Linked DNA regions of Mus musculus: region 2 is linked to region 1. A link is a contact called in public Hi-C data. All regions are on one chromosome and are shown on one strand. Each heading gives the region's core, a stretch centred on a gene start, on an enhancer-like site or on the middle of the called end of the contact. The rest is flanking DNA. Distances are from core to core; before and after follow the strand shown. Region 1 has its middle 20 kb from the start of Fchsd2. Region 2 overlaps Fchsd2 (FCH and double SH3 domains 2).

What was found. Hi-C and Micro-C count contacts between places; a contact is called where the count stands out from the background.
Region 2: a Hi-C map of bone marrow-derived macrophages shows a contact between it and region 1, with 33 read pairs. The contact joins two enhancer-like sites. A contact is called at or near these places in 1 of 15 datasets of contacts at CTCF or cohesin (CD8 T cells), 9 of 484 Hi-C or Micro-C datasets (the 63-12 cell line, CD8 central memory T cells, bone marrow-derived macrophages and 4 more), 9 of 115 datasets of contacts at active chromatin or transcription factors (the 230-238 cell line, the HPC-7 cell line, acute myeloid leukemia and 5 more) and 3 of 9 other capture datasets (adipose tissue, liver and pancreatic islet).

The regions. Positions count from the first base shown.
Region 1 is chr7:101,086,360-101,091,576 of GRCm38.p6, reverse strand. No RefSeq gene overlaps it. Among named protein-coding and RNA genes, the nearest start is that of Fchsd2, 20 kb to the left of the region's middle. Within about 2 kb of position 2,721, at least 50 of the 459 cell types and tissues checked have an H3K27ac peak or open chromatin away from gene starts, as enhancers often do. A contact at or near this core is called in CD8 T cells, bone marrow-derived macrophages and regulatory T cells, where this site is marked.
Region 2 is chr7:101,210,376-101,215,640 of GRCm38.p6, reverse strand. The region is part of intron 8 of Fchsd2 (FCH and double SH3 domains 2); the gene reads right to left. Among named protein-coding and RNA genes, the nearest start is that of Gm50587, 46 kb to the left of the region's middle. Within about 2 kb of position 1,915, at least 48 of the 459 cell types and tissues checked have an H3K27ac peak or open chromatin away from gene starts, as enhancers often do. A contact at or near this core is called in CD8 T cells, bone marrow-derived macrophages and regulatory T cells, where this site is marked.

The DNA of each region.
Region 1 (5,217 bases), core at 1,472-3,971:
TGCTGACTTCTCCATTTCTCTAGCTCATTTTCCTTTCTAACTTACCGTCCCCAAGGATAGGGAAGGCATTAAAGATCAGGTAGTCTCAATAGGGGATGTGGCTTGGTTGACTGAATGCTTGCCTAACATGCACAAAGCTCTGGGTTCAATCCCCAACACTGCATAAATGAGGGAAAGATGTGCACTTTGTAATCTCAGGACTCTGGAGGTGGAATCTGGAGGTCAGAAGTCCAAGGTCATCCCTTGACTACATACCTAATTGGATGGACCAGCTAGAGATCCTGTCAAAATATAATACATGTGCCCGTGTACACACACACAGACACACACACACACAGACACACACACACATACAGAGAGAGAGAGACAGAGACAGAGACAGAGATACAGCTTTGCCCCCTCTAGATCTTTTTATTGGACTAATGCTAGAGGCATACAGTATTTAATTTCTGAAATCCAACAGGCTCTTGACTTTGGACATCATCTGAGGAGAGAGAGAGAGATTCGTAAAGAACCCTACAGAGACAGTTATGGTGGTTCATGCTTAGATATCCAGTACTCTCCAGGTTGTGCCTGTAAGAGGCTACAAGATTTCCACGAGCTCAGAGTCAGCCTGAGCTACATAATGAGTTCTAAACTAGTTTTGACTACAGAGTAAGACCCTGTCAAAAGAATTAAGTGGCATCTCCCAACACTTAGCTTATCTCTGTGAGTTCCAGACGGACCTGGTCTACATAGTGAGTTTCAAGATAGCCAAGACTACATAGTAAGACCCTGTCTCAGAAAATAAAACAAAATAAGATAAAAGCCTACAGAGGTAAGTATGATAAGTGAGATTTCTTGGGGAAGCAGACGAGACCTGTGCCTGGGATCTTGAAACATTGTTAAGTCACCAAGTGGAGAAGTGGGGGAGGGGCAAGGAATAGCCCAACTTGCCAATTAGTGCAATCCATTCTGATGCAGGAGGCCTGATTTCAACACAATTCTTTGCCTTTCCTCAAGTTTTATCAGCTAACAACCCTCCTGGGGGAATTCTATCTATGTAGAATCTATAGTCGGCCCTAGAGCTATCTGGCTTTCTCTCTCCCCACCCGATAGAGAACAACTGCATAGAGAGATAGTGACTATCCAGTGTGGACTGCCGCACTAGTGTGGAGCTCAGAAAACAGCTTTGTGGAGTCGGTTCTGTTCTTCCACTTTCTTGTGGGTCCAGGGGATTGAACTTGGGTCCTCAGTTTTATACAGCAAGTGCCTTTTACTGACTAAGCCATCATGCCAGCCCCATGGAGGCCTTTCTGTAGGCAATGACCATGACCTAAGATAGAACATCTCCTTTCAACTACATCAAATAACTCATTTATTGGCCATGTTGGGGATCAAGTGCTAGGGCTTTCACATGCTAGGCAAGTGTCCTACCACTGAATCACTTTTAACACTCTATTGTTTTGTTCTGCCTTACAATGTTGCTTTTGGATTGTGGCTTAAACCCAGGAACTCTCAAACATACCAGGAAAGTTCCCTACCACAGGGTTTCGTCCCCAGACCAGCTCTCCACTTTTTAAAATTAATTGATTTATTAATTATGTTTTGAGACAGAGACTTACTATTTAGTCCTGGTGGGCCTGGCGATCACAATGTAAACCATTCTGTCCCCAAACTTATAGAGATCTGCCTGCCTCTGTCTCCTTAGGACTGGAACTCAAGGTGTGAGCCACCGCACCCAGCTTTATTTATTTATTTATTTTTTATTTTTTTGAAACGGGGTCTTGCTCTATAACACTGGCTGACCTGCTACCTGCTATGTAGTCCAGGGTAACCCCAAACTCACCACACTCCGGCTTCCTCAGCCTCCCCAGGGCTGCGATTATAGATGTACACTACCATGCCTGGCTCATTTCTCCAATCTAAAAGTCATGAAACTGTAACTACCCCAAAGCCAATGCCTTCCTTGCTCAAGGTCACATAGTGAATTAAGAGAGTGGTTGTTCGCCCCTAGCATCTGGAGCCAGAGGTAAAATTGATATCATTTGTAGAACTAGGCTGGGGCAGGGGTGTTGCTGGAGAGGGATCAAAAAGCTAAGAACGTAGAGCAGGATGCAATCAGGAGGGTGTGGCCTTCTCCCACACCACGAAGCAGAAGAGACAGGAACTCCCAGCAGAGTGGGTGCCAGCTCATTGTTTCAGGATGGCAAGAATTGATGAAGGCACAGTGTCATGGCAGCTGACCCTGGGCTAGAATGCAAAGCTTCTCTCTCCCATTGGGGTCCTATCTACTCATCTCTACTCACTAATGTGACCCCTGGGTGGGATATCTTTCCAGTGCCTTGGAGACTCAGGGTTCCTCTGGTCTCTGTTGTTAGAAGTTTCCAATTGATAAGCTAGGCAGTCAGACTGGACTCAAAGCCCAGGTCTCCAGGCGCCATACAGAAGAGAGGCACCTGGGGAGCGGGTAGAGAGGGTCTTGGACAGGTCTTTGGATATTAGTTTTCTCATCTTTCCCGAGGAAGACCTGGAGTCAGCAGTCTATGAGGTCTGGCCCCCTTTGCTGTGCAAGGGTAGGGAGGTGGGGCTGAGCTCCTGGTGGGCTGGTGGGTGGGAGGCAGAGGAAGTGGCAGGAGCCACCCTAGGCTGCCCATGTCTGTCTGGGCTGACCCATTACAGGCAGGGAAATCACAGACTCAGCGCTCAGACATCTGGGAGGCTCTGGGCAGCCTGGGTATTTTTAGAAGGCCAGACATGCCCAGAATCCTGGGCGTTGCTGAGCCAGAAAATCAAGGAGAACAGCAGAGAGCAAACCAAAAGCAGTGGCCTGAGCCCTGAGATCAGCTGGCCCGGCTTTTCCCAAGATCCCTGCTAGGCCTACTGTATGCACTTGTCCCTTTGATTGTCACTGGATCCTGCTTCCTTTTGCGTATTCAGGTGCAGACCTATGGCACAGTCCAGACCTGCTTAGAGTCCTTGCCCTCCACCAATTTACTTAGGCAGCTATTTGGTACCTTTTCTGGTTCAGATGAACTTCTGGACCCCAGGGACATATAAATGACAGGAGCGATCTTCCCATTGTTTGTGGGTAATGAAAATGCCAGTGTCCTGAGATCACTGTGGGAGAGAAGGAAGTTGGATCTGGAGGAACTCTCAGGACTTCCACAAGAATCAGATAATAATCTAGAGAGGAAAATGCCAACTTCCAGCTGTGGGGCTAACACTGTGGAGTGATTACCAGTCCTTTTCAGACCCAGGCCTTTTCCTCTTATATTGTTTCTGAAACAGGACATTTCAGAGGTGGGGTAGCCAGGTGTGGTGGTACTTGCCTGTAATCCAAGCACCCAGGAGGCTGAAGCAGGAACATAAAGTCTGAGGCCAGCCCAGCCTGAGCTAGAGTTAGTTGAAAGTAAACCTAAGCAATGTAATGAGGCCCTGTCTCAAAAAGGCATCAAGAGAAGGGGGAAGGGCGCAAACAGTGCAATAAAGGGTAACGCAACCCCTTCCCACACTTATCTACCAGAAAACATGCCTAGCTTGCAATGGTAACCGGAAAGAATGGTTGTCCCTGCACCCTTCCCCTAATTTTATCTCCACAAACTTCTCCAGGTAAGTCCACTCCATCACATTGCAGACAAGAACCCAAGTCCTGCAAGGGGCTTCTCTAGCCCAGGTGGACTCTGAGCTATCTGGATCTGCATGTCCTTGTGTGATAGAAAGCACAGGAAGGATACTGCCAGGCTTGTGTTTCAAAGGGAGAGGACTGGGGTGGTGGGTGAGCACAGGGCAGGGGTGCATCCTCCCACCCCACCCTTGCCACAGTTCTGTAGCACAACTGCGTCTTCAGTTTAGACCTGGAATGCCCCTGGGTCTCTTCTCTGTAGCTTTCTACCTAGGATTTTTTCCAGTGTCTCACTAGCTAAAGTTCTCTGCCTTATTTGTGATATCTGTGACTTTTCTACCTAAATTATTAAATTTGCTACTTGTACTATAATGATGACCTAAGCAAATTAATAAAACATTCTGGCTAAATGCAGAGTGTCTCACCAAGAGGGTTCTTCTTTGTCAACACCCATGGCCAGCCTTATCAGCAAGCTGGGGCCATCTCCTAAGGTGACTGCCTGGCAGCATCTTATATGGAAACTTATCAAGTTTGAGACTTCCTGCTCTAGCCAAAGGGATTGCTTCTTCCCTGCGAGGTGCTGCTATGAGGTCTGTTCCCAAGTCACTGAGCAACCTTTGAGTCTCTCAGTCTGGGTCTGAGATTCTTCACTGTAAAATAGAAAATGGAGCTAGGCAAAACCTACAGCCCCTTCTGGTTCCAACACACTAGGATTTCACATTGCAATGGAGTCATTTTTCCATATTCTCCTTGGGTCCCCTGGCTGACCTGGGTACCGTCGTGGGGAACTAAAGGCAGAAAAGTGGTGTTTCTAGGAGGCCGGGTGTCTGCCAGGTATGAAGGGAACAGCTCAGAGAAGGTTAGGATCATCAGGAAGAAAGCCATGAGCTGGACATTGTGAGTAGAGACCCAGCCCCAGCTGTTCAGGATCACTTCCAGGGGTGGAGCATCCTGAGCTCCTGGAAAGACAGAGCCCAGCGTAGCCCTCTGAAGTATACTGATGAAACACTCAACACCAACTCAACCCTGGCAAGGACTCAAAGCCACTCTCCCCATCTCCATCCTGGTTAACACAGGTTGCTCTCGGCTCAGGAGACTGGCAGTGCCAGGACTACCTCCTTCCCAGTATCCTCATTCCCTCCATCCTTCACTCCCACCCTGGGGCCCACCCAATGCCCAAAGGTGGTCTAGACTTCAAATTAAGAGTCTGTTGAGAAGCCCTCCCAGTTCTCCCATCCTAAGCAGGGTGAGGCCCTTTACTCAATTGACTGACTTTCTTTCTTTCTTTCTTTCTTTCTCTCTCTCTCTCTCTCTCTCTCTCTCTCTCTCTCTCTCTCTCTCTCCCCTCCCTCCCTCCCTTCCTTCCTTTCTCTTTCTCTCTCTCTTTCTTTCTTTCTTATTGGTTATTTATTTGCATTTCAAATATTATCGCCCTTCCTGGTTTCCCCTCTACAACCCCCCTATCCCATCCTCCCTCCTCTCTGCTTCTATGAGGGTGCTCCCCCACCCACCCTCTTTTCCATGAGCTTGGTCTGTCCTTCCACTGAGCCACTGTCACTGTTTCACAGCCACCTACTCTTTCTCTGGATTCCTTAATACTCTTGCTAGAGTGT
Region 2 (5,265 bases), core at 666-3,165, 120 kb before region 1:
TTATAACTTGAGTGGAGTAATTAATGCATGCGACTTTGTAGACTAGATCTCAGGAAAATAGGTGTGTCTACTCCATGATCTCATTCTCTTACTCACTGGCTATAATCCAAATAAGTGAGTCCTTAATGTTGGTCAGGCCAATGATGAGAGTTAAACAATGGAGCTGTCCTGGTACCTTCATCCTTGGATAACTTCAGAAAGTAGAACCTATTTATTAACCCTAAACTACTGTATGAGAAGTATTATCTTGTAGGAACCATCATAATTTGGAGTCTCTCTAGTTTAGTCATTTAGTCTTTATCCCAACTAATATAAACTTAGTATGTTTCAGTAGAATACTGCTGTAACAGAAGACTAACAGAAGTGGTATCTGCTGAGTGGTAGTGTAGAAAGCAGCAAGGAGATGTGCTGCAAGACTGGGAAGCAGGCCAGGATTATAAACCTTGTGTTTTAGGGCAGCATCTCTAACCCTCCTGTCTGCTAGGACCCTCACCTAGATGTAAAGCACAAGACTTAATGTAAAGCATTTAGCTCAATTGTCACGTATTGTTACTGTCATGCATTTTTAAAAACTGAGTTTGTTGTGGCTAAGAGATGGCTCAAAGGTTGAGTGCTTGCTGCTCTTGCAGAGGACCAGAGTTAGGTTCCCAGCACCTCCATCAGGCAGGCAATTCACAAGTCTGTGACTCTAATTCCCAGAGGATCTGATTCCCTCTAGCCTTCGTGGGCACCTACATGTACATGGTGCACATAAATTCATATAGGTGTGCGTGTGCGTGTGTGTACTTGAGGGAGGGTGTTAAAATTTGGAATTGTTAAATCTATTACTATTTTTCCATGTATCACTTGTCTTTGCTTTAAAATCACACTCTAACACTCACTAAGCTTGGATAAATATTCACTCATATTTTTGTCTATTTTTCACAAATATACTATCAAATATAGGCTGGTATGCTGTAAAAAGCCCTTTTATTTTTTACATTTTTTATTGGTTATTTTATGTATTGACATTTCAAATGTTATCCTCCTTCCCAGTTTCTCCACCACAAACCCCTATCCTCTCCCCCATCCCCCTGCCTTTATGAGGGAGCTCCTCCATCTGCCCACCCACTCCTGCCTCATTGCCCTAGCATTCCCCTACCCTGGGTCATTGAGCCTCCACTGGACAAAGGGGCTCCCCTCCCAGTGATGCCCGATAAGGCAGTCCTCTTCTACATATCCAGCTGGAGCCATGGGTCCCTGGTGTGTACTCTTTGGTTAAAAAGCACTTTTTAAGAGTCTAAACATTCTATCTTTCATAATCTTTCACTTTTCCACTGACTTGAAGTCTATTTTCAGTCTTATAAATTCTAAATATCTAGCTGCAATTAATCATGGCTTAAGAGGAAATGAGGCAAACCCAGTATAGCAGATAAAATTCCCTTTTCCGTGCAGCTGATGGAAAAAAAATCCTAGCTGACAAAAATCACACACACACACACACACACAAAAACCCCATATGCTTCCTTCACTTAAAAAACAAACTTCTGAATTTACACTCTCAACAGGTACAGTTTAGAAGAGTTCTATTCGGGGTAAGAACAACAACAAAAAAAACCTCCCCAGTTTCCTGGTACATTTGCATATTTTACCAAAGGCTAGGAGGAGGAAGAGCACCAAAAGTGTCCTCTGGAAACTCCCCATGAACCACAACTGTATTGGTCCTGCTTGGTCACTCAAGACAAAGCAAACACTCTCTATTTTAGTGCTAGAAAGATAAATAAGGTCTCTAAGGGGAAAGCTAATATTAGTTTTCACTGGTTCAGAGTAGAAACTATTGTAATCTTGTTCTCTTTTTCTTAAGATTTATTTATGTTATTTTATATGTATGAATGTTTTGCTCACATGTATGTCTATGCACCACTCATATGCCTGGTGCCTGTGAGATCAGAAGGAGGTGTCAGATCCTCTGTGAGTTACAGATGGTTGTGAGGTACCATGTGGGTGTTGGGAATTGAACCCTGGTTCTCTGTAAGAACAAAGCTCTTACCTGCTGATCTATTTCTGTCGCCCTCTCTTGTTCCTTACTTATACCCTCATCTTTACTTTGAAGTGATAAATTAACTAAGAAATGTAAGAAGTTACTTCTGAGACACTGAGTTTCATTAGTAAGATGATGAAAGGTAAAAAGAAAAATGTGTATCTGAAGAACCCCTCTACTGCAATTTATGCACAGGGTATTGCTAGCCACAGTTCTGCAGATGGGTAAAGAAGATCTCACCAGTTCACAAGCAGAGTGAAATGATCAGTGTACTTTGGAGGAGGGCTCCTGTAGCAAAACAATGCATACATACATAGTTATTTGAATTCAGAATTTTGAAACAAGGTCTCATATGGTAACACATGCTGGCCTTGAAACCAAAGTGATTCTTGTCTTAGTCACCCTGAACATCCATGTGCTTATATTGCAAGGTTGAACTGATACACCTGGCATGACTTCTTCCTATGGTCAAGAGTTCACCTTATCTAAAGCCTTAGATGTCTCGATGTAAACACAACTACTCTTCTACTTGTTTTACATGAAATTTCAAAACTTGTGTTACTAAAAGTGGAAAGGGCAAGAGGAACTTATGTATTGGTGTCTCAATAGAAGTTGAAACAAAGAAGGTACTAGATAGTAAGAAAATTAATGTGCTAGAAGACACAAGATAGTTCTCGGTCAGAAAGGCTATTAGGAAGGAAATTCTTTGAGACATGATGCAGAGAAGACCTAACATGCCCAGAAACTAGGGCAGCAAGCAAACCCCAGATCTTAGTGTTCCACATACTTCTCAATTCCATTAATAGCTTGTGTTAAGATCTCTAATCTCAAATTCAATTTTATTTTAAGACAGGGTCTCTCTATTTAACCCTTGGCTGTCCTAGAACTCACTATATTGGCCAGGCTAGCCGGGAACTCATAGAAATCAGCCTGCCTCTGCCTTCCACTATAGAGTGCTGGGATTAAAGCTGCACAACACCATGCCCAGCTCAAATTAAAATTTTAAAGCATCTGAACTTGGAAAGCTAACTCCTCTCAATAACATCAGCTTTGAGCTTATGTGATACTAAATCTTCTTGTAACTGAGTAAAACGCCTCATTTATAGCTATATGAAAGATAATATGCTATAATAACAAAGCCAGCATGGTACTGGCACAAAACAGACATAAAGCAATAGAACAGAATGGAGGACCCAGAAATAAACCCACACATTAATAAGCACCCATCTTAGACAAATCATCATAAATACTCATTGGAAATGAAGGAATTTAACAAATGGTCCTTTGAAAACTAGGTGTCCACATATAAGAGCGAAACTAGATCCTTAATCTGACCAAAAATCAATTCAAAATGGAGCCAAATATGGAACCAGACTAAAAAGCTGAATGAATAAAAAGATGCTATAAAAATGAATACTTACATGAACAATGGGATTTTATTAAGCTGTAAAGAAGAATGTAATGATGACTTTTGCATGAAAATGGATGGAACCAGAGATTATGTTAAGTAAAATAAACCAGACTCAGAATAACAAACACTGCATTTTTCATCTGTAGAATCTAGATTAAATTTACATGGGCACAACATGCACCTCTGACCCCACACACACATGACATAAATGTAGAAAGAGAATTATAAAAGAAGAGGAAAGGATCTAAACTGGAAGAGGTTGGTGAAGGGCAAATAACTAAGTATAACAGTGAGTATGAGTCTGAGTGTGTGAAAATGTCACTGTGAAAATTATCATGCCATATACTATAAGAATAAAATAATGCTACCATATCACTAAATAAATTTCATCCAAATTAACTTACTAAACTTGAAACAAAAATATGTCTCACTTAAAATTTTAACTAAAGGGGCTGGAGAGATGGCTCAGTGGTTAAGAGCACTAACTGCTCTTCCGAAGGTCCTGAGTTCAAATCCCAGCAACCACATGATGGCTCACAACCATCCGTAACAAGATCTGACAGCCTCTTCTGGAGTGTCTGAAGGCAGCTACAGTGTACTTACATATAATAAATAAATAAATCTTAAAAAAATTTTTTTTAACTAAACATAAAATTCACTTATTATATCTGGTCCTTAAGTGAAACCTGTTTGCCATGTCCCTTTTTTTTTAAAAGTTACAACTCTCAGTACTATAGCATCCATTTTGTAGGCTACTCAAAAGTTCTCTCAGCCTTGATAAAGTTGGTGGTAGATATGGAAGATCAGCACAGAGTACGCAATAATGAAGAAACTTGAGGGGTTGAAATATACTCCGATAAAATGCAGATAGAAAAAGCTTTGGTAAGATTTCTGAAGCTGCAGAAGGCTAACCAGAAATCTGAGAATGAATGAACTGGCTGGGCAGGACATCCATATCTGTCATTCATCATTCTTGCCCACCTCTGATTTAAAGTACTTTTGAGTTGGTTTCACCATGGAATAAGCAGATACATGGTGACCTGGGAATGGGAAGACACCATGCCTGTGAATTGTGCCTTACTCACACCTAATTCTTTCCATCATCAATACTACAATGTCAGAGACTAGACTTTCATGTGCATTTTTAAAATATGATCTTTGTCTTTCCTTTTTTTTTTTTTTTTGCTTACTCTATAGGCCTAGTGAACGCAGGTGTTTCCAGCTAATTCTGTGGTCTTGTCTGGGTGCTGTTTTAAATATAGGAAGTATGTGTAGTTGAGAAATAAACACTTCTGAGAAATGAACCAAGTGATTTGAAGGTAATAATTCCAGGTCTCTCTTTACTCAAACCTTTCCAAACAAGTTACTAAATCCAAAAAAACTCTCTAAATTACATCATTTTTGTTTATAGTTAATATGTCATAAGCAGTCAAGCATATCATATAAGTATGCAACTTAGGTAATAAATTATAAATGTTGGTTCAGTGTCAATCAAATCAGTTTATTGTGTGAAATGAAGAGTGTGTCATTTGTCCTTTTTTACTCTCTGTCTCTACTCCATTTGTAAGAGTGGCTTCCTCGCTCTATGGAAAGAAGCTGTGCCTCTGACAAGAACAGTTCACTACTAATGTTCCTAAAACTCTAGAACTCCACTTAAATAATGAATGAGGTCTTCAATTTTATTCTTGGAATTCTTCCAACTGAAGGTAGCAATAAGGCTATTTATTTGGTAGATGGCAGATGTTCTCAAGGTGGGATTCAAGGGAACATAGGAAAGATATTGAAGGCCCTTTTAAGGCACCCTTGATGTCACAATTGTTTTTCTAGAAGCACT